Linked DNA regions of Zea mays: region 1 is linked to region 2. Evidence: chromatin contacts called from public Hi-C data. All regions are on one chromosome and are shown on one strand. Each heading gives the region's core, a stretch centred on a gene start, on an enhancer-like site or on the middle of the called end of the contact. The rest is flanking DNA. Distances are from core to core; before and after follow the strand shown.

Region 1 (5,661 bases), core at 1,237-3,736, 300 kb after region 2:
AACTGTGGATTATGTCCACACATCAAATAATCTGGCAGATCAATTCACTAAGGGTCTATCACACAATGTGATAGAAAGTGCATCGAGGGAAATGGGTATGAGACCCATGTGAGATCTACTCTAGTGGTAACCTGCTCTATGTGATCGGAGATCCCGTGAAGTAGAGTGGAGAAACAAGCTAGGAGTAGATTGTGAGGAAAGATCCCTTCTTTAACTCATTTCTGATGCACATCTTTCCTATCTGTAAGGCAGGATGGTTTTTACCTTAATGTATTCCAAGAGTCTTATAAAGGTGAGATGTTGTCCTACAGAACATCTTCTGAGGAATACACCTATATGAGTCAGACTGCTAGTCACAGTCTATGGGACTTGGGTAATCCCTAAATACTCATGAAAGACACTGAAGTGTGACTTATATGCTTCTGAAAAGCGGGAATACCCTTTTGCAGCCTAGTATCAGCAAAGGATTTGAGTGAATCTTATTTCGCACAAAACTGTCAATTCAAGGCATAGTCCATTGTTCAGTTGTGAATGAGTGAAACTCTTATTCTAGATGAATGTTCAACTTAACAGTCTCCATCGAAACACTGGTATATCAAAGGATTGTGATTCTGATACTTCATCATTACAAACCCTAGAGTTTGGTGGGGATTGTTGGATCTTTTATGGGCTTGGCCCATTTATTGAATAAACTCTATGGTGTGTAATGGTGGAGAATACCAATAGTGCCACATTGGAAGTCCAAGGGTCTTTTGCCTTGACTTATATGGTGGGATTTATTCCACTTAACTTGAGAAGTCAAGAAATGGACAAGGGCGTGCCACACGCGCGCGCGCGCGCCGCCGGCCGGGCCGGGCGTGGCGTGGCGAGGCGAGGCAGGCAGGCAGGCAGGCGAGCGGGCGTGGTGTGGTTGTGTTAATTTTTAGCACTCACTAACCGCGTACGTCAGCCGAGTGACCCTGTCTCTTCGTCTGCCGAGTGACCCTGTCTCTTCGTCGGCCAGCCGAGTGACCCTTCTCCTTCAGCTGCCGACTCATGGCGTGACTCGGCGAGAGCTGGCCGACTCATGGCATAACTCGGCTAGAGCTGGCCGACTCTTGGCGTGACTCGGCGACCTTTCTCCTTCAGCTTCCCTCTGCGAGAGGTTAAATAGAGGAGCACCCCTGTCACTCGGTACACGCGAGAAACACTTTCAGAATCACATTTCAGCCGCCGAGTGAGGGTATTTCCATCTCGTGGCTCTGCGCGCACAGAGAGGCGAGAGGGCAGGTGCCTCCGAAGCCCTTGCCGTTCGAGACCCTGCTCGGGGGATCGGTAATTAGGTTTTTGGGAGCGTCTTCGCGACTGCCCAACGTCTGTCGTTGTCTTCATCGCTGGTTCCTGGCGTCTTCATCTCGATCGGATGACAAGAGAAGTTGGACAAGGATCAGGATCCTCGGAACGCATGGGAGGGTATGATCAATTCAGTTCGTTACTGTTTTATATTCTGCAAATTATATATGTCGTATGTACCTCTGTTCTATCGTATTATGATATGTTATATCTGTCTGTTTTAATTGTACAGTCATCCTGTTTATATTGTTATTTGTTTATTTCCAGTTGTTACGCAATAATCCATGAACCATGTTTATATACTTATTTTATTTATATGATTTACATGCTTCATATGCTTTGTGTTCTCATGATCCATATTGTTATGGATATTTTTGAGATCACGTTTTCTATGTTTGATTATCTATTATATGTTATCATCATAATGTTAATTTATGGAATTAAAATGGTACAGAAAATGCCTATATTTCTAACACCAATCAGCCCGGTAATCATACATAAAAAACCGTGAGTATAGTATACTGTAGCAATTTTCTACGAAATTATGGTGATAAGTTCCATACAGAATTATACACAAAGTGAAAGCTAGGAAATCGGAATTTACAGAACAAAAAAAAAGTCACGGGTTATCTGGTCGTTCGCTGTTCTTTTTTTTCTGTCCGATGAAGGTTGATTAGTGGAGTCAGAGTCGGTTACTAATGTCTCGATTATCTAGAACAAAAACGTTTTCTCCACTACTGGGTTTGTTGGGCTTACACAGTGTGATAGGCCTTCGTTCTTCGAATCAGAAACGGCATACCTATACGATCTGGCGAGTACATTTGTGGTCCATGGGCCCAACAAATCCGCCGCACTGCTCGTTATCCCTCGCAGCAAGTTTTCGCCAAATCTCGGCTACTAGCCCACAGCCCACCCGGCCACAACACAAGGCAAGGCCTGCCATTTGTCGTTTGCCAGCCCGTTTGAACTGGGACTCTCCGTCGGCTCTATAAGCTGGCAGCCACGTTTTGTGTTCTATCTTCAGGACCTATTTGTATCCTTTTGGTGCTCTTCTATTCAGATTCAATATAAATATATCAGGTGGGGACCCCCGCATGATGAAAAAATTTGTACCGTAATAGAGTCTAGCTGAACTCTGACTGGGCGATATTACACATATGCTAGGCACACCATTAAAGCAGAAGAATGGAGAGATACAGAACATGATGAAATGAGCATTGCATTAGACAATACAACATCATGGGAAGGCACAATCGAAATTGCAAGAGTTTGCCACCAAATTAGCTGAAACAACAGGTGCCTCGTACAAAAATATATTTTGCAGAGATAAGCAGACAGGGAAAGTGAGAGCATGAGCAGTGCACTTGTCAGGTAAATGGTTGCTAAATGGCTACGGTACGGTAAGGATGGGCTGTACATAAAGCAAATTTTCGAATCGGCACATGGGTTGTAAATATCGGAGATAACTATGTGCTATGCAGGTAGGATTTAAAGGGGAGAAGAGACGCTAGGTTATGTCAGCCATGTACGTGAGAGCAAGATTAAGCATGCAGTATGAACATTGAATGTGTTGTGCTGAAAATTCCTTAATATGTAGGATCTAGATTAAGCATGTAGCGTGGAAGAACTGGGCTGCGGCTTGCCATTAGAACCCAAATATCCTCACCAACACTCACAACCCCCAAAATGCACTGAGAACTGAGTCAAACATGCAGATATGACGCACCATCAAAATTAAAGTTTTAAAAAAAACACAAGCAAGCATAATTTTTATCAAGAGAATCAGGTTGGTTAAATTCTACTCACTCCGTCTCAATTTATAATTCATTTGAAAGTTTGATCGACTCATCTTATTATTTTTTGTGCGAAAAATAAAAAAGTAGATCCATACTTGAAGTATCCCAGTAAAGTTAATAATAATTGTAGTTTTTTAGAATAAGATGAGACGATCGAACTTCCTGTAAAAAAGTTGAACGGATTATAAATTGGGATAGAGTGTGTATTTCACAAGAAAATTGACAACATAAATAAAAAGATTTCTGAGTCCTCAACGTGTCAAAAAATAGGAAATTCACATGGCCTCGATATCGGTGCATCTAGTCCATCGGTGATAAATCCTTGCTCTAGGTTCACCGCTATAAGGTCCATCAAAACGAAGCTTCTAACTTATCCTTCACACTAACAAACATATGAGTATGATCCTGAATTTATATATCAAGTTAGAAGGGCGTATATACAAAAGGACCATACCAACCTACTCCCTCTGTCCCAAAATGCTTGTCGTTCTCGCTTTTCGAGGAGTCAACCATTCTAAACTCCGACCAAATAGATAAAAGAAAGCGTGAATGTTTATAGTACATAATTGGTATCATTAGGTAGATATTTAAATTTATTATTTAGTGAAATTATTTGGAGATACAAATGTTGCTAATATGCTCTATAATCTAGTCAAACTTGAGAAACTCTGACCGACACGAATGTCAGAGCGACAAACATTTTGGAACAGATGTTGTATTATAAAATTTCATACAGAAAAATTGAAGATGTGACACGATTTTTTTCACAATCATGGCAGATTAAATTTAATTAGATAGAATATAGCAAGTCTTAGGATGGAGCATATTGTTTCTATTGTTTTCTATTTAAGTAACCAGGTTGGACAAATCAATTTGGCTATAGGGTACTCGCTTAAACTAGATTTAGTAATTAGAAACATGCATACAAATCATTGGTGGAGCATGTTGGTGGTGTCAACAATATCCACAACAAATGTTTAAAGCATTGTGATGATTTTAATTATAATGATTTCAAGAATTAAAGACAGAGAATAACAAGGCAGCACACTAGAACATCATAAGAAGCCATAAAAATTACCTAAGCTCTCAATAAATCTTAGTCTAGCTCAGCCAGAGTTTGCACCAGATGCTCAGCTACATGATCTAGCACCCGTTATAAATGGCGTACGTGTAGTATATCAAAAGCGATTTTGTGGTTGAAAGCGACCGGACCGCTCTCTCAAGTTCCCCACCTAATCATTGACCTACCTAGTTCTTCCACGAGCCTAATTAACGCGGAGCAACGTGACAGCGAGACTAAGACCCCCACTGAAGTACTGGCCGTCGAGGGGAGCCGGGATTAGACTGCACTAATTGGTCCCGTTCGCCGTCGTCGGCGGGATACAGCATGCTGCTTGACGCCGACCGCCAGCTCCTGCGCGTTGCGGTTGCGCCGTCTCGCGATTGAAAACACAGGGCCGAGTGGCCGGCCGTTGCCCATGTGCCGCGCGGCGCCGGCGGCACCTACCGGGACGTACGTGGTGCGGTGCGGTGCGGTGCGGTGGTGGACGGGATCGGTGCCCGTGGCCCGTGCCGCCGCGCACCAGCTATTTTTAGACGCGTGCGTCTCGGCTGCGCCGCAAGCCACCATGCATGTCCGCGCAGCCGGCAGCGCTGTGTGATTTTTGTCTGTGCTTGGTGGTTGCGCGCGCCTGCGAGTGATACTGTGTGCTGATGTGCCCGTCGTTTTGTGCCTCCTTTTTGAGCTACGAACCAGGAATGAACGAAGAGAATCTTGTATATGTGTGTGTTTTTCTTTTGGGTAGCAATACATTTTGAGGAAAAACACAGCAGGAACGTTGCTGTTTTTTTTACCTTCCCTTTTTTTAACAAGTTCAGTAGCTACTGACCGAACTTTCAACGTCATCAAAGAAGGGCATCTTGATGAGGAATATTTGATGGACTGGACTCGTAGGAGGAGGGAGGCGTTAGCTTGCATTGGTGGTATCTTTTGAAGAACAAATTGGATAATTTCGTCGGAGGCATGACCCAATAATCATGACGAGCACGTTGGTGCTTCATTCGACATGAGATTTGGACCCCTCCCAAAAGATCTTGCGTGACTCGAAAGGCATGTCTGTACGTGGACTTGCTTGGCTGGACACGGGGAGAGCGCCCCCTGACCCTGATGATGATTTGTATCGCACCGCGCACCACGGAATCTGTTCTAGGCTGTCTAACTTGGCATTAGCCAGTGTGGTTTTTAGAGCCAATCTGTTCGTGCACCGGCCGGGCAAAAGATATCTTCCCCAAAAAAACGCAGCTACTCGTAGTACTCCCTACGGACGTGTGCACGGATTTGCACGGGACGTGCGGGCACGGTGCACGCATGCATGCCGCGCGCGGCCGCCGAAAGAAGCGCTGGTGTTGTCATAGCTTGACGCCACCGAGCGGGTACACCGTACACCTGCATTTAATTGACACATTATGTTACGGCCCTAGGAGTTACTTAAACAGGAGCAAAGGACTAATCCCAGTTCCCGGATCAAGCTCG
Region 2 (5,629 bases), core at 1,250-3,749:
CTGTTGCCATGAAAATTCTTAATAAAATTTTGCATCAGATGTCTAAAGCACTCTCTCTTGTCTGCATTAGGAAAAACAAGTTCTACAGCAGTCTCCAACCCCTTACATGCATCTGTACATATAGCAAGCTTATCTATATTGCCCAATGCTTTTCTCAATTGTGTCACAAACCAAACTCAATTATCTTTTGTTTCACCATCTATAAAACCAAAAGCAATTGGGTACATCCAATTATGCCCATCTAGTGCGGTTGCAGCAGCTAAATGCCCATTCCATCTACCATTCAGACACATGGAGTCCACGCTGAGGTAAGGTCAACAACTTCCAAGGAACCCTTGTATACATGGGCCAAGTGCACAAAAAAATCTATGGAAGTACACTTTCCCATCTACAACCTGGGTGTCTATCTTCACAACGCTATTGGGGGACCTCAACAAAACCTCTGCCTTCCATTGATACAACAACCTAAAACTATCATCCCATGTACCATACATTTTTTCAATGCTTTCTGCAGCCCTTTATATGCAGTGTCATAAGTTATTTGTACCTTATATGTTGCTTGAAGTCTCTTTTGTAGGTCCTTAGCACCTATAGTTGGCTCAATCCTAAGTATAGGAAGTGCCTTCTGTGCTACCCATCCTTGAGTAGCATTCAACCCATCCAACCGGCTGCTTGAGGCACATGAATGCTCATTCACCAACAATGTGACCTATATCACAAACCCAAATTGAATATTAGCAAGTAAATTAAAAAATAAACACTAAAGTAAATTAAAATTAAACACTAAAGTACCATGACACTTCCATCTGGTTTTTTTGAACCATTTAGTCTCCAAGGACATTGGCCACCATTCCCTTGACAATACACCCTGTATCTTTCTTTGTCTGACTTTATTGTTCCAAGAAGAAATTCTTCGTTTATAGCATATTGCCTCACAGCTAGCCTGAATTTTACCATTGAGGGGTAGATGATACCCAAATGCATCTCTGGACGATCTACATCATGTAATATATTGAAAATTTCTGGAATATCGTCGTCAACCAGCACGTCAGCATCATAGTCATTCAAATCTGCACCATTACTCTGCGGACCAAAACTTGATTGTGAAGCAAATTGTGTTGTTGCACCATGTTGTGAATCATCCTCATCTCTAAGACCCAATGTGATGTATATCTCATCCTCATCAATAGGTGCAATTCTCTCATGAATTTCATGCTCCTCAATTTGTAGCATGGATCAATCAAACAATGTTCCACCAGTAAAACCAATGTCTTCTCTATCACCAGTACCACTGCCACTGGATTCACTTCCCTCGTCGACGCTTGTACTTACAATTTCATCGTCCATGATCGCTTCATAGTAAAGAAAAGCCATTGTTTATATTTATATGATCATAGAAATTAAATATGCAGGCGACGGATGATAGTTTTAGGTACCTGGGATGCTCTATGTAACTATCACTTAGATTAAATCTGACGTCCTACTCAAGTGCAGGTTGTAGAACGCCAAGTACCTGGCAAGTCTACCAGTCGCACGGGATGAAGAACCTGGCAAACCAAAATTCACATTCCTATTAGTGGCCACGCAACAAAAAGAAATCAAATATGTTATTGGAATCTGCTGTTACCTTGCGAGGGACACGAGGATGAAGTTGGTGCGGATAGCGATCAGATGAGGCGGGCACCGGGAGTCCGGGGTGGGACGAGAACCACCAGCGATCGGATGGAGCTATAGGTGTACATTTGGGCCGGGCCTGATGGCGGGCCTGATGGGCCGACCCGAAGCACGAAAAAAAGCACGGCCCAGGCACGGCACGACCCGAAATATTTTAGTGTCGGGTCGGCACGGCCCGTTATTTCGGGCCGAGGTCACGGCCCGTTTAAGACAGACACGAAATGGCCCATATAGAGGCACGAAAAGACCCATATATTTATTAAAACCACACTTCATTCCACACTTTCATATACTTGATAAAGAACACAAAGCTATAGATAATGCTAGTTAGATGTTTTTTAGCTTTGAATTAGAGTATGTGATGTAATTTTACTTTTATTATGAACATTAGACAATAAACTGAACTTACGAACTTTGTATAGATCTAATTATACTCTTTTTCCTTCTAACAAAATGATTTGTAAACGAGGTAGTCATTGCATAACTGTGGTAACTTTAATACAAATATTAAGTTTGCTTTTGTTCAAATTTATTTGTCTTATCTTTTATTTGTTTTATTATTTTTTGAATTTAGGGTTATGATGTGAATTTTGGGCAAAAAATGAATTTCGGACAAAAAAATGAATTTCAGGCCTTAATATGAATTTTGGGCTAAAAAATAAATTTGGGCTAAAAAAATTGAATTACAGTCATCGGCACAAGTAACAGTAGAGAATGTGACGTTACACGGTGTAAGGGTATAAATGTCTAATTAGTGCAGTGGAGTATTTTAGCTAGGAAATGGGTTTAAGTGGGGTATTGTAGCAAGTCTTTGTCTCTTTGACACGCAGTCACGCCCTCCGCAAAACTCCCCCACTCCACGCCCGGCCGCACCTCTCCTATCTTGCTCCAAGCAGCAAGTTCCAACTCGAGTAGATTCACTTCGCCACTCCGTTGCCCTCTCCTCCGCCGCCCGATCCTTTCCCCGTCTGAGATGGCATCTCCGGCATCGGCGTCGCTTAAGGAAGCCGTGGGCAGCCTCGACCGCGACGGCTTTGTTGGTCTCCTCTCCAACCTCATCGGCGAGACCGCACACCTGCAGAACGACCCGCCGACCTACAGGCCTCAGGAGGAGCGCGTGGCGCAGCACGTAGTCGACGTGCTCCGCCCGGTGTCCGCGGACACCGGGGGCGGCCCCCTCCTTGTGCGGAAGATAAGCTACGCCGAGGGCAGGAGCAACGTCATCGTTGAATACCCCGGCACCGTCCCAGGCCGCGTTGTCTCCTTCGTCGGCATGCACATGGACGTCGTCCCTGCCAACGGCAGCGAGTGGGTAGGCCCGCGCCCGTTGATATTGTTGATTTGATTGGATCTACTGATGCAAAATTTGCACAATATTTTTAGCGTTGTGATTATCAGTGGAGTGCTTTGGTAATAATGGGAGTTTTACTGTAAAAGTTTTTTTTATTGGAAACGTATCCTGTGCTCATGGAGCTCTTGTGCTCATATGAGCACTTTTAAATCTGATGCCTTCATTTCTCATCTAGAGGGTGAGGGCAGCAGTGACACACAGAAGAGACAGACGGCGCAGCGTAACAAGGGTGATCAAGGGTGGCACACAGAAAAAACTAGTAAATATCTATTCACACTTGGATGAGAAATGAAAACACCAGATTTAAAGTGCTCATATGAGCACGAGAGCTCTATGAGCACAAGATACATATTTTTGGAGTTTCTTCACACTCGAATACTTTGTGTACAATGAGAGCACGTTTGTTTCATCTTATAATCTATTATATATAATCCAGCTTAAATAATCTAGATGGAAAACAAACAGATAGGTTATTAGGTCAAATTATATAATTTAGAGGCCCATAAGCTGCTCAACAGTTTATTTGGTAAAAGATCCACTACCTATGATAACTCCAGGAGGAAATATCTATCATGGCCACTCCTTAAAAAACATTTCATCTATTTCTTTCTTGCTCTGGCGGTCCCGCCATACACCACATGACTAAAATCAATAATCAAAGTTCCAATAAGCTAGGTTGCTAAACAACTACACTAAAATTATTTAATCTAGATTATATAATATATAAGCTGAAACAAACAGGCACTGATTCTAAAGTATTTCCGTTAAAGTGAGTTGTAATTAATCATTGGCTCCATGGCTGGTAATTTTGCATATATATTGCTAGATGTGATTGGCTCTATTCGTGTAAAAATCTTAATTTTTTTAGTTTTTCAACGGCATGATTTTTTTGGTTTGTAACTTTTTATAGACGTTAGATTTGTTTTGTTTTCTGATACATATGTGCTGCCTGTAAAAATCTTCATCGTTTTAGTCTGTTATTTTCGTAAGTCATCTTTTTTCACCCAATGATTACTTGATTTTTTTTGTTTTGCAAAAAAAGATGTACTTGATTTTATAATCACTTGAGTACTTGACCCCCTTCATAGTTGATTCATGATTCGAATCAGTGATCTTTGCTTATCGATCTTTCTGCAGGACTTTGATCCTTTCTCACTAACCTTTGATAGCGAGGATAAGGACAAACTTCGGGGACGTGGGACAACCGACTGTCTTGGACATGTCGCACTGGTGGCTCAGCTAATGCGGCGGCTTGGTGAGGTCAAGCCACCCCTGAAACATTCTGTCATTGCTGTGTTCATTGCCAATGAGGAGAACTCATCTGTCACTGGCATTGGTGTTGATGGCCTCGTGAAGGATGGATTACTTGACAAGCTCAAAACAGGACCCTTGTAAGAATTGTGCCTTAAAAATCTAATGTGTTGTTTATGTGGATTTTGTGTTGCTTTTAATTGGATATTGTTGGTGCTGTGAAGGTTTTGGATAGATACAGCTGATAAGCAGCCATGCATTGGCACTGGTGGAATGATTCCATGGCATCTCAAGGCAACAGGGAAGCTGTTCCACAGTGGCCTTGCACATAAGGTATTTGACTAACTTGTCAGGCTGCTTCAGTTTGGTCATTGTTCTATACTTCTATGGTCTTTGCTGAATTGGCCATCTCCCAGGAGTTGCTCAGATATATTTGAAAATATACATGTAGCAGTTGTAGAATCCTATCTGTTACACATGGCATCTATATCTGATTAATCAGCTCCATTCTGATCTAATCGAGATGCATATTTTAAATCTCCGCCTCAAAATAGATATGCCTTTATGCCACAGATTTTTATACTTATTATTTGAATAAAATTAGGCTGCACCCTTTTCATGCTTGTCTAAGAACTTCCATTTATTTAATTATACATTTTTGGAGACAACCCCACCGTTGCTTTTGAATTGTGTGCCTTATTTTATTTATCTTTCTCTCTAGGCCATAAATGCAATGGAGATGAACATGGAAGCACTAAAGGTAATCCAAAAACGGTTTTACACTGACTTCCCTCCACATGAGAAAGAGAAGGTCTATAAATTTGCTACTCCATCTACAATGAAGCCAACTAAATGGAGCTGTAAGGCCAACTTGAACCTTTTTAGTACTTTGTTCATGTTTAAGTAAACAATCATGTATTGCTACTCACACTCTAAGAAATGGTGCTTTGCAGATCCTGGCGGGGGGCTTAATCAAATTCCGGGAGAATGCACAATTTCAGGGGATGTAAGGTAAAATCATTGTCCTGTTTTAGTTTGCCAATCCTTTAGTGACAGTGAAATTCAAATAGACAAATTGAGCATGCGCTTGATGTAGGCTGTTTATGCTGTTGTGGGGGGCATGATCCCCTACAGCTAGAGAACTCATTTGTTTACTTAGGGTGTGGTTATTAGTGAACAAATTAAAAGTACAATCTGTTGGAAAAAGAATGGCATCACTCTATTTTATTTGTTCTTGAAACATCTAACATGGAGTTATTCCTGACTATATATTTAATTTTTGTGTATTACAGGTTGACTCCTTTCTATAGGTAAACCCTTTTTCTGTTGTTCTGCTCTGCTTCTACGTTGGAA

The links. Hi-C and Micro-C count contacts between places; a contact is called where the count stands out from the background.
Region 1: a Hi-C map of ear shows a contact between it and region 2, with 2.1 times the contacts expected there. The contact joins the promoter of LOC103627578 here to the promoter of LOC100283456 in region 2. A contact is called at or near these places in 2 of 25 Hi-C or Micro-C datasets (ear and tassel).

Annotation. Positions count from the first base shown.
Region 1 is chr5:206,805,985-206,811,645 of Zm-B73-REFERENCE-NAM-5.0, forward strand. It overlaps LOC103627578 (DUF740 family protein), which reads left to right and starts at 2,487. Exons shown (of 1, transcript XM_008647879.4): 1 at 2,487-5,661.
Region 2 is chr5:206,509,558-206,515,186 of Zm-B73-REFERENCE-NAM-5.0, forward strand. It overlaps LOC100283456, which reads left to right and starts at 2,500. Exons shown (of 10, transcript NM_001156357.2): 1 at 2,500-2,986; 2 at 4,163-4,416; 3 at 4,501-4,609; 4 at 4,998-5,136; 5 at 5,230-5,287; 6 at 5,569-5,586. The coding sequence starts at 2,648.